Linked DNA regions of Mus musculus: regions 2, 3, 4 and 5 are each linked to region 1. Evidence: chromatin contacts called from public HiChIP or PLAC-seq and promoter capture Hi-C data. All regions are on one chromosome and are shown on one strand. The core of a region is the stretch at or near the end of the contact, and the rest is flanking DNA. Distances in the headings are between cores, read along the strand shown.

Region 1 (3,376 bases), core at 116-2,615:
CCAAGTTGGAGGGGCCTTGAAATCTACAGCTCTGGGGTTAAGAAACAAGAGGATGATCTAGCTTCTGGTTCTATCTTTGACCACCTTGTCAAGTGACCTTGTGCTAGCCCCTTTCCTACTTCAGGCCATAGCACCTTGCTCTATGCATTGGGCTAGTAAGACTTGTTCTTAGAACCTTTCTAACCCAAACAGGACAGTCCATTCACCGATATTCAAGCAACCTAACCAGATGGCCGGGAGACAGGTGCTGATAGAAGTGTCTCTCCTAGGGACTCCAGGAGGTTCTGGAAATGACAACACCAAAAAGGGCAGCTTCCTGGGAAGGGAGCCCTGCACAGTCTCTGGCCCACAGACTCAAGGTAGCGTTGTGCCTCTACCGGTCCATAGAGGGCGAGCCAGCAAATGGCTTAGAGGCAGGAGGGGCCTGAGAGGTGACAGCCCAGGGGTAGGGTGGAAAGAGGTGATTGTTGGACAGGAAAAGGATTTGGAAGTACCCACACATTCAGATGGATCTTTGAGGACTAGGGCTGAGAAGGGGAAAGGCTGTGTTGAAGCCCAGGGCAGAGATTAAGGCCCACGCTCTATTCCCTCTTCTTTATGGATTTAGTCAAGAGGACTGCTAATGGATTGCTTTTCTTGGGAAGAGAGGAAGGTCAAAGATATGAAGTAGCCTGAATATCTCCAAGCTAGGCGGAGGACCACGGCCTGGAACACAGGGAATCCCTTATGAGACTGCCTTCTGGAGAAAAGCATAAAGCAATGGGTGGGAGGACTACCGCAGGATCGCTAAGATCCTTAGCTCTCTGACAGAGGCAGTCAAAAAGCAAGCTAGGAGCCGGTCCAAGACCGCTGAGAGAGGAGACAGGACAGGAGGGGCGCCACGGACCGATTGCCTCTAGATAGCCAGGACATCAGAGCGTTCTCGGGGTTGGGAGAAGGAGGGCGCGCCCCTCAGTCCGAGCCGGCACCGCCGTCTCCCCCTGCTCGGCCTGGCACATTTTCCCCGCTCAGAAAGCCGCCGTCCCCGCCTTAGCTCACCCGGCTGCGGCTGCGCGGCGCGGCGCCCCGTCAGGATGCGGCCCGGTTGCGGCAGCGGAGTGCGGTGCGCTGGGGGCATCGGCCGCCCCGGGGCACACACAGCCGAGCCTCGGTGCGTCTGGCCCACTCCTCGTCCTTGTAGGGTCTGTACCTCTGCCCCGCTCCACCCCCACCCGCCTCCCGCACCCGCACCGGCTGTGCCAGCCGGCAGCACCGCCTTCTGTGCCGTCCCCGCAGAGGGCGAGCTTCTGAGTCCGTGCACCTCAGCGCAACCCAGCCCCAGCGCGCCCGACACCGCCCAGCCCCTCCAGCCCTGCGCGCACCACTGCCTCCGCAGCCGCCCGGCCCGCTGGGAGTGGTAGGCTGAGCCGCACGGCATGCTGGGAGTTGTAGTCCTAGTAGTCTAGCTTGTTCAGGCTGCTGAAGTTGCCCTGGTCAGGCAGTGCTCCTTGGGTCGTTCCTCTCTGCCATTTCCTGGACCAGGGGATCCAGGTAGCATAAACCCGCCCACAGACCATTTGAGAATACATAGCCAGAAGCTAAGGCCCAAGTAGAATTTGTTTAACTTATTATTATTATTTACATTTGTTTGCTTATTTGTGTATGTGTAGATACATATGCCAAAGACCCTGTGTGGTCAGAGGACAACTCGTGGGAGTTGGTTCTGTTCTTACACCATGGGCTCCAGGGATCATACTAAGGTTACTAGGCTTGGCCCTCAGTCTTGGGAACAGGCACCTTTTCCTGATCCACCTTGTCAGTCCTGTTTGTTTTTTGAAACAGGGTAGTAACTTTGCCCTGGATCTTGCTGTAGTTAATCTACTTCAGCCCAGAGCGCTGGCATTACAGACATTAACTACTACATTTGTCTTGAAATAGAATTTAGCAAATGTTCAATACCACTTGCTGAAAAAAAAAAAAAGCTGGATTCTGGCAGAATACACAGGGCATTGGGCTTCTAGACCATTCTGGAATGGTCATTCACCACAGCTGAGTATGATTGTTCCCTCAGGACTTTTACAGTTTTCAGTACCTTTGCAAGGTTCAAAAAGAACTGAAGAGCCAGGAGGAGTAGCTTCAGGGGATCTCCTCAAAGGTCAGGATTTAAAGCCTGTGTAACTAACTTTAACCCTGACTGATAACACTCCCGAACACTGGTTCCTTTGTAAACTGTGAGCTTTGTCAGGCTGTGGGCAAGGGTCTAGACTCACAGCCGTTGGATTGAGAGCCTCTGAAAAGTTCTGGGGTGACTATGCAACGTGCCTATTACTGCCTCTGTTCTTAAATAGCCCCTTCAATGACTCAACCTAGTCAAGTTCTTAAGGGGGGAAGGGGCAACCTTCAAGGTCTGTTTATAGGGATTACAGATGACATTTTGGTATGAAGATGGTCTGGACCTGCTCAGGATTGCATCCATTGGAGAGGCTGGATAGTAAGCTAAAGGATGTCTCTAGGGCTATAATAGCAGGTGCCCCATGTTCATAGACATGTGCATCACAGACCAACAAGAGAATCATGTTCTCAGCAGAGAGTTCCAAATCTGTGCCTTCTTATGGATTAAAGGTGGGCTTTAGGGGATCAAGCACAGCGGTGGTGGTGGCACACACCTTTAACCCCAGCACTCGGGAGGCAAAGGCAAATGAATCTCTGAGTTCGAGGCCAGCCTGGTCTACATAGTGAGTTCCAGGACAGCCAGGGCTACATAGTGAGACCCTGTCTCAAAAACAAACTAACAAAACAACACCCCACAAAAGTGGGTTTGGGGGTCAGGTAAGCATGGTGGTACATAACTTTATTATTTATTTATTTGGTTTTTTGAGACAGGGTTTCTCTGTGTAGCCCTGGCTGTCCTGGAACTCACTCTGTAGACCAGGCTGGCCTCGAACTCAGAAATCTGCCTGCTTCTGCCCCCCAAGTGCTGGGATTAAAGGCATGTGCCACCACTGCCCAGTGGTACATAACTTTAATTTCAGCACTTGAGAGGCAAAGGATCTCTGTGAGTTTATGCCTGGCCAAGGCTATACAGGGAGAATTTTGTCACAAACAAGTAAACAAGCAATATCTCGTGGCTATGATTCACGGAGGACTCACCTCACAGCACTGGTGTGCAAATTCATGGACACATTTGAAATAGTGCTGACATGTTTATTATTATAGTTTATAGGCTGGCTATAGAGAGCACATAAATCAAGCTCTAGGAGACATTATGGCTCCCTTTGTTTGATGTTATTCTGAGTTCACAGTGTGTCAGAATAGGGATAGACACACAGCTTAGTAGAAGAGCCCTACCTAGCTTGCCCAAGGCCCTTGTTTGATCCCAGAACCAAAACACCCAATC
Region 2 (3,364 bases), core at 188-2,687, 280 kb before region 1:
GTCTCTCCCATCAGGTAGATGAGAAGCCAGGCCTACCCCTCTTCATCAGACGCCAGCCCTTACCTTGGGGGTGCCGCTGGCACACGTGTGAATCATATTCTCAGCCCCCTGCTTTACCTTTAGCTCTACCTGCAGCTGCCTATGTAAAGCCTCCGAGAGCCGAGCCCTGGACTGCTCCGCCCGCGGCTGGGGTTCCGAGGTCACTGGCTCTGCAACACAAGGCTAGAGTTCAGACCCCGGGGAAGCAGCGCTTGCCTTTTTCCCTTCCCTTCCGTATAGACAACATGTGGATGATATAGGGTGGTCAAAGCCAAGGCCAGGATTGTGTTCGTGAGTCTCCCGTTCCCAGGTTTATTCAGACTCCTCGCTCACCGGCTGAGGCTGGCAGCAGAACTTGGGCATGCAGCTCCCGAAGCTCGCCATGCAGCTGCTCCAGGCGGCGGTTGGAGGCCCTAAGCAGTTGCTGCACATGACCCAGGTGGCGTCGGTCTGTGGCCACGCGCCGCATGTTCTCCATGCCCTCCTTGATCTTCAGCTCCTTCTGGATGGCTCGGCGGACCATCTCTTTCTCATCCTTGGGGGCTCTCTGGCCAGTCCCAGGCTGCAAAGGGCAGAGAAGTCTTAGCCTACCCTGCTCCACAGCAAAGAGGGAACAGATACAAAAGGCAGAGCCCCAGAGTGTCTCAGAACCCTGCAGTGTCTAGCTCCTGTCTCCCTTTCAAAGAAGGGAGAGAGAAAACAGACCAGGTTCGCCCAGTGCCTTCTGGGTACTGAGGTTTACACTCTAACAACACACTAAATTCCCTTCTCCTTGGTAGTAGTCGCTCTTTTGTGGTCCTGGGGAAAGAAGCCACAGCCTGGAGCGTGCTAAACAAGAGCTCTGACACAGACCCACATGCTTAGCTCTCATTCCTATTTTATACAGGAGCAACAAAGAAAGAAGAGTTAGGTGGCTTGCTCACACAGGCAACACAGAGGAGTGGCCACTGTGGATCGAGGGACAGTGTGATCCCATTTTCTCCCAGCCTGCCACACTGCTCTCCCTAGGTCTGAGAAGCAACCGGAACCTGGGAGGTAATGTAGGCAAAGAATTCACTCTAGGTCCCCTGCAGGAGACAGCCAGTGGCCCAAAACACCACAACTTATTTCTTTTGCCTTACATAGTGTGGCAGACAGGTGCTGTGGCAGAAGTGGCAAGCAGGAGCTACAGCTGTTCACCAGATTAGAGGCACCATCAAAGGCAGGGAGAGAAAACTTCTCGGAGGCTGACCTTATTCCAGAGCAACTCCTGCTGACCCCCTTCCTATCCCCAGGATCCTGGAAGCCACACTATTTTATCCTTACCTTTCGGTGTTCCATCTCCTAAGCCCCATGAAAGAATGGCTACTCTGTTTAGGGGCCCCAGGCCTCAGCTAGGTTGATCGTCCTGCCTTAACTGTCAGAGGGCAAGGGCGAGGCTCAGGAAATCCTTTGGCTGCCCCAAGCAGGAGGGCCAGAGCCAAAGGCCTGAGCAAACAAAGCTCTTACAGAGCTGGGGGCCTGCTGGCCACCGGGGTCCTGAGTCACCTCGCTGCCGCTGCTGCAGGGCGGAGGCTCACAGGAAATCGGAAAATGTGTATAAGCTAGACAGGCCGAGAAGGATCTCCGGAGGAAGGGTACTGGGAGGGGTGAGATCCAGCCTTTCAGGCTGCCTGAGGGCTGCGGTGCTCCAGTCTACTGCACTTCACCTTCCCCTCAAGTCCTGACTTGACACTAGGGTGTTATCTTCTACATAAACATCTCACCTCACCTTTAACTGTCCTGGCATAGAACAGTATCTCTCTCTCCTGCTTAAGTGACACATCTAACCCGAACCTCTCCACATTGTGGACCCCTCGTTGGACCCAAGAGTTCCTTGCACAATGCTGAGCCAAATCCCTCTAGTGGCCAACTTGTTCTAGCCTGTGGGTGTGGTGTATTGGGGACAACGCCCACTGCGCGCACAATCTTGTCCCCGTTCCCCGTCCCTCCGCTCCCCCCACCCCCTCCCCGCTCCCCCAGTCCTCTTGGAAGGCTGTATACTCCAACCTTTGCGCTCCTGGCAAATTCCCACCTTCCTGCAAGTCTCTAGAAGATCGAATTTTAGGGAACTTGACCTATCTTACCCCCACCCCCACCCCCGGTGGCATATTCCACGGTAACAGGCGTGCTGCCGGGCTGGATCTCCGTCACTTCGGGGACCTGGGCACCAGAGCGTCTTAACCCAGGGCTCAGGCAGAGAGGCCAGAATAGTGTGAAGATCCGAGCACCGTGTGCTCAGAGTTGCAAACACGGTCGCTGCGTGCGCTTGGTTCACCTGGCGCACAGCCCCCTCCGGCTCCATGGCGCCTTGCCCGCCAGTCCTCTCCTCCACTGCGGTTCCGGAAGCCCGGGTCTCAGTGCCTGACTTTCAAACTTGAAACTTCCCGGGAAGTGGCGCGGGACACGCGGTCGGGCGCCCCCTCCGGAGACTCGCGCGCCCCGCAGGAGCTGGGGAGCAGCGCCCCCTCCCGGCCACGCGGGAGCAGCGTCACGCTCTGCACCGCAACTGTTCTTAGAGATGGGAAAGCCGAGGGCCATTTCTGCTCTAGCTTTGCCCGCAGCATGCGCTGGGGCCTGGCCTGGTCACGGAGTAAACCTTGACCCAAATTATGGCCAGATCCAAATAAGATACGAACTAACTCAGACTTGTGCAAAACGCATTTTCTGACTCAGCGGGAGTCAAGGTTCTGATTTAGCATAAGGATGTCCACAGGGGCTGAGGAGGAAGTTCAGTAACTGTGTGCTGTGAGCATAAGGATTAGATCAGTCAAACCAACCTTGTTGGTTTTTAAGGGGCTGGGAGTGAGGGCAGGACTTCTCCGGTGGGTAGGATTTGCCCAGAACATAGGGGGTGGGGGTTTGCCCTCCAGGTGTGGTCGTGAAGACCCTATGGTGCCTGGTGCAGAGGGCCAGACAGAACCGTGGTTGGCGTTAACGCCAGCACACCACACCCATGCCTTCAATCCCAGCAATTGGGAAGCAGAGGCTGTCAGATCTGTGAGTTCATGGCCAGCCTGATCTACAGAACAAGTTCCAAGACAAAAAGAAGGGCTACACAGAGAAATCAAGTCTCGAAGAACCAAAAAACAGCCAACCAACCAACCAACAACAACAGGTCTGAGGGGAGATTCTGGCTCTAACATTTTTTTTTTTTTTTTTGTTTTTTGTTTTTTTTTGAGACAGGGTTTCTCTGTGTAGCCCTGGCTGTCCTGGAACTCACTCTGTAGACCAGGCTGGCCTCGAACTCAGAAATCCGCCTGCCTCTGCCTCCCGAGTGCTGGGATTAAAGGCGTGCGCCACCACG
Region 3 (3,452 bases), core at 703-3,202, 380 kb before region 1:
AAGATGACTGGTTTTTCTTCCAGAGACCTGGGTTCAGTTCCCAGCACATACATGGTGTTTTACAATCTACTATAATTTCAGTCCCAGGGGATCCATTTGCCTCCTCAGGCACCAGGCAAGACTCTGGTGCACACACATACATACAGACAAAACACTCATATAAATAAAGTCAAAATTCACACAGCAGGGTGCCCCACACCTGTAATTTCAGCTCCTGGGAGGATAAGGCAGGAGGATGGACATTATCTCAAAAAAACAAACCAAAGCAAGCAAAACAGACAAAAAGAAAGTATGACTAAAAGAGTGATGTAAACTGTAGTTGGCGGTAATAATGTGTCAGGATTGTTCCTCAACTGTAACAAAGTATCGGATCATTGTAAAATGTTAATACAAGCCGGGTGGGCGTGGTGGCACAAGTCTTTAATCCCAGCACTTGCTCGGCACACGCAGGAGGATCTCTGAGTTTGAGGGCATCCTGGTTTACATAGTAAGTTCCAGGACAGCCAGGGCTATATATTAAGGCCTGTTTCAAAAACAACAACAAAAAGTTAATATAAAACTATCAGGCAGAAAAGTTTTTTGGGGAGGAACCTGTTGGTGTTCTGGGTTATACAGGAGAGCAAAGAAAAGGAGACACTGCAGGACCTGTTAGGCTTCTCAGCAGCAGGGGCTCATCCTCTCAGGCATTGAACTTCACATATTTACCATTTTGCAGACCCTCCTTACTGTTACACAAAAGGTACTTGTAGCAAGTCAATTTCTGTATACCAAAACCTGCTACCTTATCTAGGCTTCTCTGAAGGAACCCTACCTAAGCAATACTCAGGCATAACCTACATTCCCAGGCATACCTAAGCAAGTCCCAGGAGACATCCTGGTTTGTCAGGTATGTCTCAGGACTAAGTTATGCAAAGGCTCTGAGAATCCTTGGAAGAGCAACCCCATAAAACCTCAGACAACAATCAATAACTTTACAAAAGGCTTCTTCAAACCCTAGGTACAATCCCTCTGGAATTCATGCCAGATACAATGGCTGCTATTATAGCAGCAGCTAAAAGTCTTCTGCAGGGACTTCTTTCAGTCCTATCTTCTCATTCTTTACTTAAAATGATTTTAAAGTAGACACAGAATGTTGATCAGTGATTTGCATGCTGGAGACCTTGGATTTGATCCAGGGCTGCCAAAAATCAATCAATCAATCAATCACAGCACTCAGGTGGTTGATGGAAGATTGAGTTTGAGGTCAGTCCAAGCTACATAGTAAGACCCTGTATCAATTTCTTTTTTAAAAAATTTAAAGTACTACATGCAAACAAATGAATTAAACTGATAAAGAATAAAGTCTGGGGCTGGCAAGATGGCTCAGCGGGTAAGAGCACCAATTGCTCTTCCAAAGGTCCTGAGTTCAAATCCCAGCAACCACATGGTGGCTCACAACCATCCGTAATGAGATCTGATGCCCTCTTCTGGCACGTCTGAAGACAGCTACAGTGTACTTATGTATAATAATAAATAAATCTTTTTAAAAAACCAAAAGAATAAAGTCTGGACGAGGCTGGGAATATAGCTCACTGGTGGAGCACTAAATTTAGCACGCGTCGGGCCTTAGCTGGAGTCCCAGGAAACTGAATGGATAAATAAAAAGAAAGTGCAAATGAACTGGATAAAGGTAGTCTTTTGTAATTTCCAATAGGGTGCCCTTACATAAAACATGGAAGCTAAATATCACCAGGGTACCTAACAATGGAAAGGGCGGCACATGAGCCTTACTGGGTTCGGACAGCGTAGTGCTGCGAACTCGTTGCCCTGGAGACAGGGTACCAACGCAGCAGCCTCCGCACTCGCACGTGGCGTTTCTGAGCTCCGCCTCAGCCTGGCACCCAGGACACGCCCCACTCTCCGCTGGGCCTCTGATTGGGCAGCTCCGCGGAGGTGTGGCCGGAAGAGGCGAGGCTAACTGGCAGGCGCGCGGTGGGCCTGGAAACATGGCGGAGCGCCCGAGGAAGCGTCCGTGTGGTCCGGTATGTGCGGACCGATGGGTTCCGGGCTAGGCCTGGAATCTGCAGCGTGTCACAGTGGTGTCGGCCCGGGTCTTCTGCTCTCTCCTCTCCCCTCGCCCCTCTCCCGTAGCCTGAGCTTGCAGAGTTAGCTGGTCCGATCTACATTCATTCGCGGGGCGACGGTGTCTTGAGTCCTCTCCTGGCTTATTTTCTGATTCCTAGGGCGACTTTATGGCCATACCTGTCTTCCCCTTGTCTCGGTTTCTTCTTTTGCCCAATGGGGATTCATTCCTCAGCTTCCCGGATCTGATCCCAGGCTTTGTGCACGGCGAGTCCCTGTGTACTTCTACCCTGGTTTGAGAGAGTCAGATGGCGGGAGGCCCGATGGGATGCGCCCCTCCTATGTGTGACCGGTCAGCCTCTCAATCTTCCTCCTTACTTGCAGGGTGAACATGGCCAAAGGGTTGAATGGCGAAAATGGAAACAGCAGAGTAAGTAAAAAGCTGAGGCCGGGTTGGGCAAGCGCACTGAGCCCTCCCTTTCCACAAACCAGCTAATGGCCCGACGAGCCCTCTTTGGGTCTCAGTGTATCCAAGTGAGTGGTGGCAGCCTCTCCAGAGCCTAGGCTAGCCCAGCGAGAAGGAACTCTCCTCCCCATGTCAAGTCCTTTCCCTCCAATAATTCTCCAGAAAAAGAGGAGAAAAAGAAGTGGAAGGACCTCAAGATAATGAAGAAACTGGAGCGGCAGCGTGCCCAAGAGGAAGAGGCTAAACGCCAGGAAGAGGAGGAAGAGGCGGCGGCCCAGAGGAGCAACCAAGGTAAGCAGCTGGGTCGTGAGGTAAGTTGAATCTCTGAGCCATGGGGACATGCAAGGGAGGGAAGGTCCACAGCCTGTCAGGCTGACAGGAACATCCCCTGTCCCTGCTAGGACGGCCTTACACTCTGAGTGTGGCCCTGCCAGGCTCCATCCTGGACAATGCCCAGTCACCTGAGCTCCGCACCTACCTGGCTGGCCAGATCGCCAGAGCCTGCACCATCTTCTGTGTGGATGAGATTGTGGTGTTCGATGAGGAGGGCCAAGATACCAAGTGAGAGTCTCTGGGGAGTGGGGAGGACCAGCAGGGGTGGCCATGGCTTTGTCCTGCTCCTTGTCACCTGCCTGGCTGCCTGGAAGGAGCTCTCAAAGGCAGCTGCAGACTCACTTTTTCTCACCCTTGGTGCTAGAGAGTGGACTCAGGGTTTTGCCCATGGTCTGTGCTGAGGCTCAGCACTTGGATGGTTTGGGTTGTGTTTAGCATTTCTTTATGGTGCTTGTGTACAAACACCAGTGTGGTTCTGGAGACCAGAAGGCCACTTGAGCTGAGCAGTGGTGGCACACGCCTTTCATCCCAGCACTCAGGAGGCAGAGGCAGGTGGATCTCTGAGAGTTCAGTGCCAGTCTGGTCTACAGAG
Region 4 (3,817 bases), core at 189-2,688, 430 kb before region 1:
TACCCCCTCTCCTACCCTCAATGGTCAACTTATTCTTCCTGCACTGGCCATTTTCTCTACTTCAGAGGACATAACACAGATGGCAGAGTTAAAGAGACCACTGACACACTTGCAAGGCAGGAAAAGACTTTGTAGCCTCTGGCTACTCATTTCTGTCTCCAAAATTCAGCAGACAAGTGTCCCCATCCTCACAAAGACTCTCTCCCCTCCACACCTCATCCTTAAAGCTGTCCCTGTCCTAGCTAGGGCAGCGTTAGAGGAGGTTGTACAAGAGTGGCTGTCCTAGAACTACCACTATGTCAGCCCAGTTCCCATCAAGAAAAAGCTAATGCTCACTCAATGTGTTCTTTCAAAACAAGACAACAACTGTATCAAGCAGAACCAGCCCATCTTGACTCACTCCAGTCCAGTGCATGGCAGGTTCAAGAACCCTGGTCTCAAACAGAGGTTAGAGGCCCACGTCTCTACCCAGCACTCAGGAACCAGACAGGTGAATCTCCGTGAGCTCGAGGCCAGCCAGCCTGGTTTACAGAGAGAGTTTGAGGACAGTCAAGGCTACATAGTTGAGACCCTATCTCAAAAAACAAGCCCCCACCCCCTGCCACTGTCATCCCGAACTCTGCTGTTCCTTCAGCTTGGGGTCGCCTTTGCTGACCTCCAGCTCACCAACAACCTCCTGTACTTGTCACTCCTGCCCAAGAGATGCACAAAACAGGGACAGAACGAAACAGACTCTCATATCAGGAGTCGGTCGTTCAGGGAGCCCCAGTCTGAGGTCCCAAAAGCCTGTGCTCCCTTCCCCATAGCAGGGGACAGTCCGGGAGATCAGGAAGAGGGAGTGGTCTAAAGAGAAGCCGGCGCCGGGAAGCCCACGGCCAAGAACTGTAAGAGCTGGTGGGGGAGCTGTCAAGAGAACCCCGGGTGGAACCTCTGGGAAGGGGGCGCGTGCGCCAAGGGGCGCGGATCTGCGGGGACCAGCGCGGCAAGTGCGGCCTGAGGACCGCGGCGGAAACTCGGGTGAGAGGCGCGCGGAGAACAGGGTGCCCGGGAGGGGGCTCGCGCGCCGCCGCACGGCCTGGAGGGTGGAGACCGGAGCCGGCGCCCGCGGGAGGCAGGGCGGAGCGAAGCCCAGCGCGGGGCCAGGGTGGCCGGCGCCCCTGGGCAGCGAGAGCCCCGCAGAACTTGAAGGGGCGGAGCGCGCGTCCGAGGAGAGCGTCCCGTGCGGTGACAGCGCGCGTCTCATCCCCCACCCGACCCGCTCACCTGGGCTCTCCGCTCGCAGCCGCCCGCAGGCAGCCCGGGCCCTCCACCTCCCAGTCCGGCCGCCCGCCGCCGCGCTCCTCCAGCGCCTCCTTTTGTTTGTCCCTCACTGCACCACTCTGCCTCCCCCGCCCCGGAAGTGACGTCACGGCCGGACGCACCCGCGGCATCCCGGCCGTCGCCATGTCTGTTAAGGGGAAAGCTTGAGGCGGCTTCACCCTACTCCCGTCCACGTGCCTGCGCCAAGCCACTTCGGGGCGGAAGTAACGGGACAGAACTAAGCCCCCTTAAAGGGACAGGGATCCCTGCAACTTAAGGGATGCGTTACTCTGGCCAGAGCGGCCAAGTGACCCAAGCTGACGCAAGTATCCGCTCACCTCCTTTGTTCGGGTTCCGATCGCCATTGGGCCAGCGTCCTCATACCTTTAGTGCTGCTCGTTAGCTGACTCGCTGCCCAAACTCTTCAGGTGCCCGCAAATGTAACTGCCCTGCTGATGCTGACGCGCGCCTCGACACGTCCGGCTTGCGACGGTTGTCCCTGAAAAGCCGCATAATTCCGAGTTAACTGAATGGCTTCTCCGCCGCCGCTGCAATAAACACAGTTGAACTAAATTTAAAGGTTTCTTGGGCGATTAGTCGCGCCCCGGCGAGTTCACTGTCTCACACTAGGAGATCTTTGAAGTCGTTGGACTGGACTGGGTTAGGAACTTTTTGTAGAAGAGGGGAGAGAGGTAGTGCCGTGCTTGAGAAGGTATTGGAGTTTAGGAATCTGGTAGGTGTGTCCTGAGTCCAGTGGTCACTTTGAAACTAAGTATCTGCTTTATCCAGTATTTTGCTCCGACTTTTGTAAGCAAGGGCTTCTGGTGGGGATCTCTTTGTCCGGTTCCCCGGCTTCTGGCTGGAGATAGAGGATTGGCAGAGGGTGTGAGGGGAATTCTCTATCGGGAAACCTCCAGCCTAACGTTAGCAGCGAATTTTGAGCTGAGCTGAGGATAAAACCACATCTTCAGAACCAAGCCTCCAGACGCTAGCTGTGTGTGTGTGTTAATCTTCCCGGGTCCTCATAATTCCCAGGCTAACTGTAGTAATCCTTAGGTTGGGAAATTGTTCAGCTATTAAAACAAAGTGTTTCATGTACTCCAGTATGGGACGAGTTCCAGTAGCTTACGTGAAAGAAGAAAGGCAGGGAGCACAGCAATGAGTTTTTGTGGAGTTGGGTATCAGTGGTGTGTGCACCAGCTGACTAATATACACAGGCTGTACAGATGACCCTTCCCTCACTGAATGATCTCCGCCCCCTTTTACAGTGACAGGACCTCTGGAAGAGCAGTCAGTGCTCTTAGCTGCTGAGCCATCTCTCCAGCCCAGCCCCTTAACCTTAAATTTATATAAAGAGAAAGGGGGATATAAGTATATTTATCCACATACTAAGGTATATTTAGTTTCAAACTTTAAAAATAATAATAATTTCAACTTCAAAGATAATGCTTTTTTTTTCTGTTGCCAAAAAGCATTTTGCCCTGGGAAAGATATACCCTGCTAGTCCACAAAAGAATCCAGAGTTAGGGTTGGGGCAGGGTTTTGTTTTTATCTTCCCAGGAGAAGAAAAACATACAACAGAGAAATTCAGATACCACTGGACAAGAGAAACAGGATGGATCATCAAGAAAAGATATCCTGCCTGGCGTGGTGGCCATGCCTTTTATCCCAGCACTTGGGAGGCAGAGGCAGGCGGATTTCTGAGTTCGAGGCCAGCCTGGTCTACAGAGTGAGTTCCAGGACAGCCAGGGCTGCACAGAGAAACCCTGTCTCAAAAAACTAAAAAAGAACATTGGCTTCTCTTCCAAAGGTCCAAGGTTCGATTCCCCAGCACCCACATGGTGGCCCACAGCTCCAGTCACAGGGGATCTGCAAATAATACCACCTGGGACATTGAAACAGTCTGCGGTTGTTTTTCTCAAAAGTTCCGGGTAATTAGGCCCTCTGGCAGGGGGCTGGGGCCCATGTTCTCAGGGCAGTCAGTATTTTTCCACTCTTCATTTCCCCACTTCTTGTGAGTAGCTCTAATCTTAGAGCGACCCCACTTCCTTTTCTGGCAAAGTCTGGTACTGGTGTGTCGGAGCACCATTACCTGTACAGCATTAACCCTGTCTTTTACAAAAGCCACTAACTTATTAAGAATGCAAGGTCCAAAAGTGAGCAAAAGCAAAAGAATGGTTAGGGGACCGGCAAGGGTAGAAACAAGGGTGGTAAACCAAGGAGACTTATTAAACCAATTTTCAAACCAGCTCTGTCTATCTTCTCTTGCCCTTCTGCGCTTGTCTAATCGATCCCTGAGTTTTGACATAGAATCTTTAATTACTCTAGAATGGTCTACATAGAAGCAACACTCTTCTTTTAGGGCTGCACAAAGTCCTCCTTCTTTGAGGAAAAGGAGGTCTAACCCTCTCCTATTTTGCAGTACTACCTCTGACAGGGAGGTCAAGGATTCTTCTAGTTTAGTTATGGACTGCTCTGTGGCCCTCAGATCAGTGTCCATGGCAGTTCGCAAGTCATC
Region 5 (3,793 bases), core at 1,110-3,609, 330 kb before region 1:
AGTGGGTTTTGCCATCACGTCTAATATATAGGGTGCTGAGAGTGGAAAGTGGGGCGCTAGGTAAACGCTCTATAAACTGAGCTATATGCCCAGCCACAGGCTCTTTTCATTTTGTTTTTTGAGACAGGGTCTCACTATGTAGCCCTGCCTGAGCTAGAACTCACTATGTAGACCACCAGGCTGGCCTTGAACTCACAAAGATTCACCTGCCTTTACCTCTTGCTCTAGGATTAAAGGTGTGAATCACTATGCTGGGCAGGCATTAATGTCGCGGTGCTGCTTATAAACAATGGCTCTCTGGTTTCTCCATAGCACCCATAGAAACTGGAATTACATAAAGACCTGAGTATGACTTTAAGTTCTCAGGCAGGCAAAAGCTTATCTATTTGTTGATGCCCCTGTGTCTGTGTCCTGTGCTAGACATAAGCAATGGCTCTGTGGCTTCCCCACATTGGTCCTGTTGAGGGCTCTGTGCCAGACAACCACCATTTCATTCAATTCCCAGTTTAGCTCCAGTAAGGATGGAGGATTAGCTGCATCGTCCTCACTTACAGATAAAGACACGGATCTGTAGACAGAGCAACCAGGATTAAGACAGGTGTGATGTGCAGTCCGAGCTCTGCACAATCAGCACAGGCAGCTTCCCCTCTGGGGCCTCCACACCACTCCAGAATGGGAAGGCCAACTTCTGCAATGCTGTCAGGAGTTCAGAAGAATGGCTCTGAGGGTGGCTTCCCTGACAATGAGCCAATTAACCACCCCACCCCACCCCAATCTGCACGACACAGGCGACTTAAATTCTTTCTTTGAAAAGTTACTAGGCAGTACCACAGGAGCTCTACAAACATCTTGGGATGTTTTTACAGACGGGGTAAAAATCCAGCTATTGCTGTGCTGGAACATTAACCATGTGGGGGGCAAAGTCAAATGTGGTGGAAGTTCAATTCCTTAAAATTGGTGCTCTACGGCTTGAGTTTTAACACTAACCAAAGGTCACTCTCAGCTCTGATCCACAGCCAAGTAGAGAACCCGGGAACCACCCTGCAACTTCCTTAACTCAAGAAACGAGCTGAGAAATGCTGAGAGGCCTTCCCTAGGCACAAAGGGTTACCACCGGTGCAGTCTTCAGGCCACTTCAAGGGATTTGGGGGATCACCCCCCCCCCCCAGCTAAGGGCCAGCTTTCTGCCGGCAGGCAGGTTTCCAGGGAAACCCTGAGTAAAAGTGCATCTTACCACTAAAACTGAGTTCTCGAAGCTTTTCCAACACAATGGAGGGCTCCTTCAGGACATCCTGGAAATCTGCAATCCTTCAAGGGCAGAAAAGGAAACGCCAAGGTAACAGGCTTAATGACCACTCTTGCAGCCAGCCCAAAGATCTTTCACTCCCAACGGTCTCCAACTACCAGCTTAGGGAAGTGGACAATACAAGTTTCTTCCTCTAAGATCTGCCATGTCAACGAAAAGCCATGAGAGGTATTCTAATCCAAAGGGTTTGAAGTGAGAACTTAACATTAAGCACTGTCCACTGTTAGCGAGCTGGCATTTCCTGGGCACTTGCTGCGGCCAAGCCCAGCCCACAGCACACCACTACCCGAATTCACACAACCAAGCTTCCTGCAACCAGGAGTAATTGGATCCACAGACAACAGACTTGTACAATCTCCCCATGGCTCCCGAAGCTCTTGGCTGGGTAAAGGGGAGGGGGCACAGACTTCTCGGGCCTGCCCTCAGGCAAAGACAAAAGACTAAAAATTAGTCCTGGAGTGACCAGAATTTAGCGGGCGTTGCAAGATGTGCCTGGGGTGGGGGTAGGAGGTGGATTTAAGAGGCCAGATTGGAGAACCTGGATCCCCTGGTGTTTCTCATGAGCATGGAGCACAGGGACAGGGGCATTTGGGGGCGGGGGAAGGTGCGAATCCTAGAGCGAGGAAGCGGGGAGGGTAATAGGGGGCTGGACAAGGGAGACACTAGGGAAAGGGGTCCCGAGTGAGAGAGAAAGAAAGGTGACACTGAGGTAAGAGAAGCATCTCTGCTTCTCGCCTCTGCCACACAGGCAATGAGACCGTAAGGGGGCTCGCCGCCGGGGGAGGGGGCTGTTCTTGGCCGCACATGCGCTGAGCAGCTCTCTCTGTGCGAAGGCCCGGCCTGGACGGAGCGGTCTGGGTGCAGTCTTGACCTCAGGTCTCCTTACCGGCTCTTGTGCAGACTCGACATGGTGTTGACTTCCGGACTCCCGAGCTGCTTCTGCAGCCCCAGCTGCCGCCACCGCCACCGCCCCCCTCCCTCCGGGGACACGGGGCGCTGGGCAAAAGCCTCCGGCAGGAAGCAGAACTTGGAGCGTGCGCGTTCCGCGGGGGCGGGGCCGCGCTGGGTCCGCCCAAGGGTCACGTGACGGGGACTTCTTTAAGGCTAGGCAAACCGTCAGTTGAGCGTCAGGACGGCGTGACTGTCAGTGATCCCGCTGGCTATGAGTCTCCCGCCCTCAGTTTCTGATTACTGAATACACTTGTCTATCTCTCTCACTCCCTGTCATTAACTGCGGTACAGTTGTTTGGTTGATTGAACTAGTTGTTTGAACTAGACTTAGTCTCCGGTGTGGTCTCATTCAATGTCGAGTCCTTCCTTATGGAAATGACCCTGTTGCTCAGTAAATACCTCTCGGAGGAGCCGGAGGAGTACAGCTCAAGGTTTCCTTGACTTTGGAAGTTCATAAACTAGAATTCTGGCAAGCCTGGCGGTGGTAGCTCACGCCTTTAATCCCAGCTAGAAGCAGGAGGATCTTTGAACTGACCTACAGAGTTCCAGGACAGGAAGAGCCACACAGAGAAACTCTGTCTTGAAACTCCTCCCCTCCCCCGCACTCCCATCCCCAAGTAGAATTTCTGTAATTGCACAATTTTAAAGCAATAGAAAATGAAAAACAGGAGCTAAGGGTGTAACTCAGTTGGTAAACTCAGTTGTGAGTGTGAACTTAAAAGAGCAACTATGAAAATCATTGGCTAGCATGCACGAAACCAGGTTTCAGGTTCAGCACTCCTTGTAGCTGGATTTGGGGAAACATGCCAGTAATGCCAGCATTTGAGAGGTGGAAGCAGGAAGATCAGAAGTTGAAGGTTCAAGAAGTTCACTCTGCTAGAAGTGAATTCGCTGTTGATGCTCCAGGGAATAAAGCACTCACGTGAGCGTGAGCTCTGGCGTTTGGATCCACAGAATTCATGAAAGAGCTGCCAAGAGGGGCGGGAATGTGCAAGGTTTAGACGGCAAACAGACTCGCTGGACTACCTTCAGTGAATAAAGGGGAGAGCCATCAAGGAAAGCAAATGGCCTTTAGGTCAGGGCCCCTATACACACGTTATTGCTACACATATTTGCACACACAGGCACACAATTTCTTCTGTAAATTATGTGTATGGGTGCTTTGCCTGCATGTATGTCTGTGCACCACTTACCTGCCTGGAGGTCAGAAGAGTGTTGGATTCCTGTGGAACTGGAGTTGTAGATAGTTGTGAGCTGGGAAATGAACTAGACCCTCAGAAAGAGTAACTAGAGCTCTTAACTTCTGAACTATTTCTTCAGTACCCCTCCCACACACACACAATGTTTTTTTTAATTTAAAAAAGAGAGCTGGGGGCTGGAGAGATGGTTCAGTGGTTACGAGCACTACTGCTCTTCCAAAGGTACTGAGTTCAATTCCCAGCAACCACATGGTGTCTCACAACCATCTGTAATGAGATCTGATGCCTTCTTCTGGTCTATCTGAAGACAGCTACAGTGTACTCATATACATAAAAT

The links. HiChIP or PLAC-seq counts read pairs in DNA pulled down with a chosen protein or histone mark. Capture Hi-C pulls out chosen DNA fragments and counts their contacts.
Region 2: a promoter capture Hi-C map of liver shows a contact between it and region 1. The contact joins the promoter of Pkn3 here to the promoter of Slc27a4 in region 1. A contact is called at or near these places in 1 of 39 promoter capture datasets (erythroid cells), 1 of 484 Hi-C or Micro-C datasets (the G1E-ER4 cell line), 1 of 115 datasets of contacts at active chromatin or transcription factors (pancreatic cancer cells) and 3 of 9 other capture datasets (adipose tissue, liver and pancreatic islet).
Region 3: a contact with region 1 is called in a promoter capture Hi-C map of adipose tissue. The contact joins the promoter of Spout1 here to the promoter of Slc27a4 in region 1. A contact is called at or near these places in 1 of 39 promoter capture datasets (cranial neural crest) and 1 of 9 other capture datasets (adipose tissue).
Region 4: an H3K4me3 HiChIP or PLAC-seq map of bone marrow-derived macrophages shows a contact between it and region 1, with 3 times the contacts expected there. The contact joins the promoter of 1700084E18Rik here to the promoter of Slc27a4 in region 1. A contact is called at or near these places in 4 of 39 promoter capture datasets (fetal liver, liver, neural stem cells and 1 more), 1 of 115 datasets of contacts at active chromatin or transcription factors (bone marrow-derived macrophages) and 1 of 9 other capture datasets (liver).
Region 5: a contact with region 1 is called in an H3K27ac HiChIP or PLAC-seq map of embryonic stem cells, with 12 read pairs. The contact joins the promoter of Tbc1d13 here to the promoter of Slc27a4 in region 1. A contact is called at or near these places in 3 of 39 promoter capture datasets (3T3-L1-derived adipocytes, liver and pre-B cells), 3 of 115 datasets of contacts at active chromatin or transcription factors (embryonic limb bud and embryonic stem cells) and 3 of 9 other capture datasets (adipose tissue, liver and pancreatic islet).

The regions. Positions count from the first base shown.
Region 1 is chr2:29,800,623-29,803,998 of GRCm38.p6, reverse strand. Slc27a4 (solute carrier family 27 (fatty acid transporter), member 4) reads right to left here and starts at 1,365. Exons shown (of 13, transcript NM_011989.5): 1 at 1,039-1,365.
Region 2 is chr2:30,076,771-30,080,134 of GRCm38.p6, reverse strand. It overlaps Pkn3 (protein kinase N3), which reads right to left and starts at 1,437. Exons shown (of 22, transcript NM_153805.2): 1 at 1,345-1,437; 2 at 373-601; 3 at 64-209. The coding sequence starts at 1,359.
Region 3 is chr2:30,176,959-30,180,410 of GRCm38.p6, reverse strand. It overlaps Spout1 (SPOUT domain containing methyltransferase 1), which reads left to right and starts at 1,952. Exons shown (of 12, transcript NM_172660.4): 1 at 1,952-2,021; 2 at 2,446-2,491; 3 at 2,690-2,818; 4 at 2,929-3,088. The coding sequence starts at 1,986.
Region 4 is chr2:30,235,252-30,239,068 of GRCm38.p6, reverse strand. It overlaps 1700084E18Rik (RIKEN cDNA 1700084E18 gene), which reads left to right and starts at 1,438. Exons shown (of 1, transcript NR_028299.1): 1 at 1,438-1,872. Lrrc8a (leucine rich repeat containing 8A VRAC subunit A) reads right to left here and starts at 1,300. Exons shown (of 4, transcript NM_177725.4): 1 at 1,264-1,300.
Region 5 is chr2:30,132,312-30,136,104 of GRCm38.p6, reverse strand. Tbc1d13 (TBC1 domain family, member 13) reads right to left here and starts at 2,359. Exons shown (of 12, transcript NM_146252.3): 1 at 2,193-2,359; 2 at 1,235-1,308. The coding sequence starts at 2,215.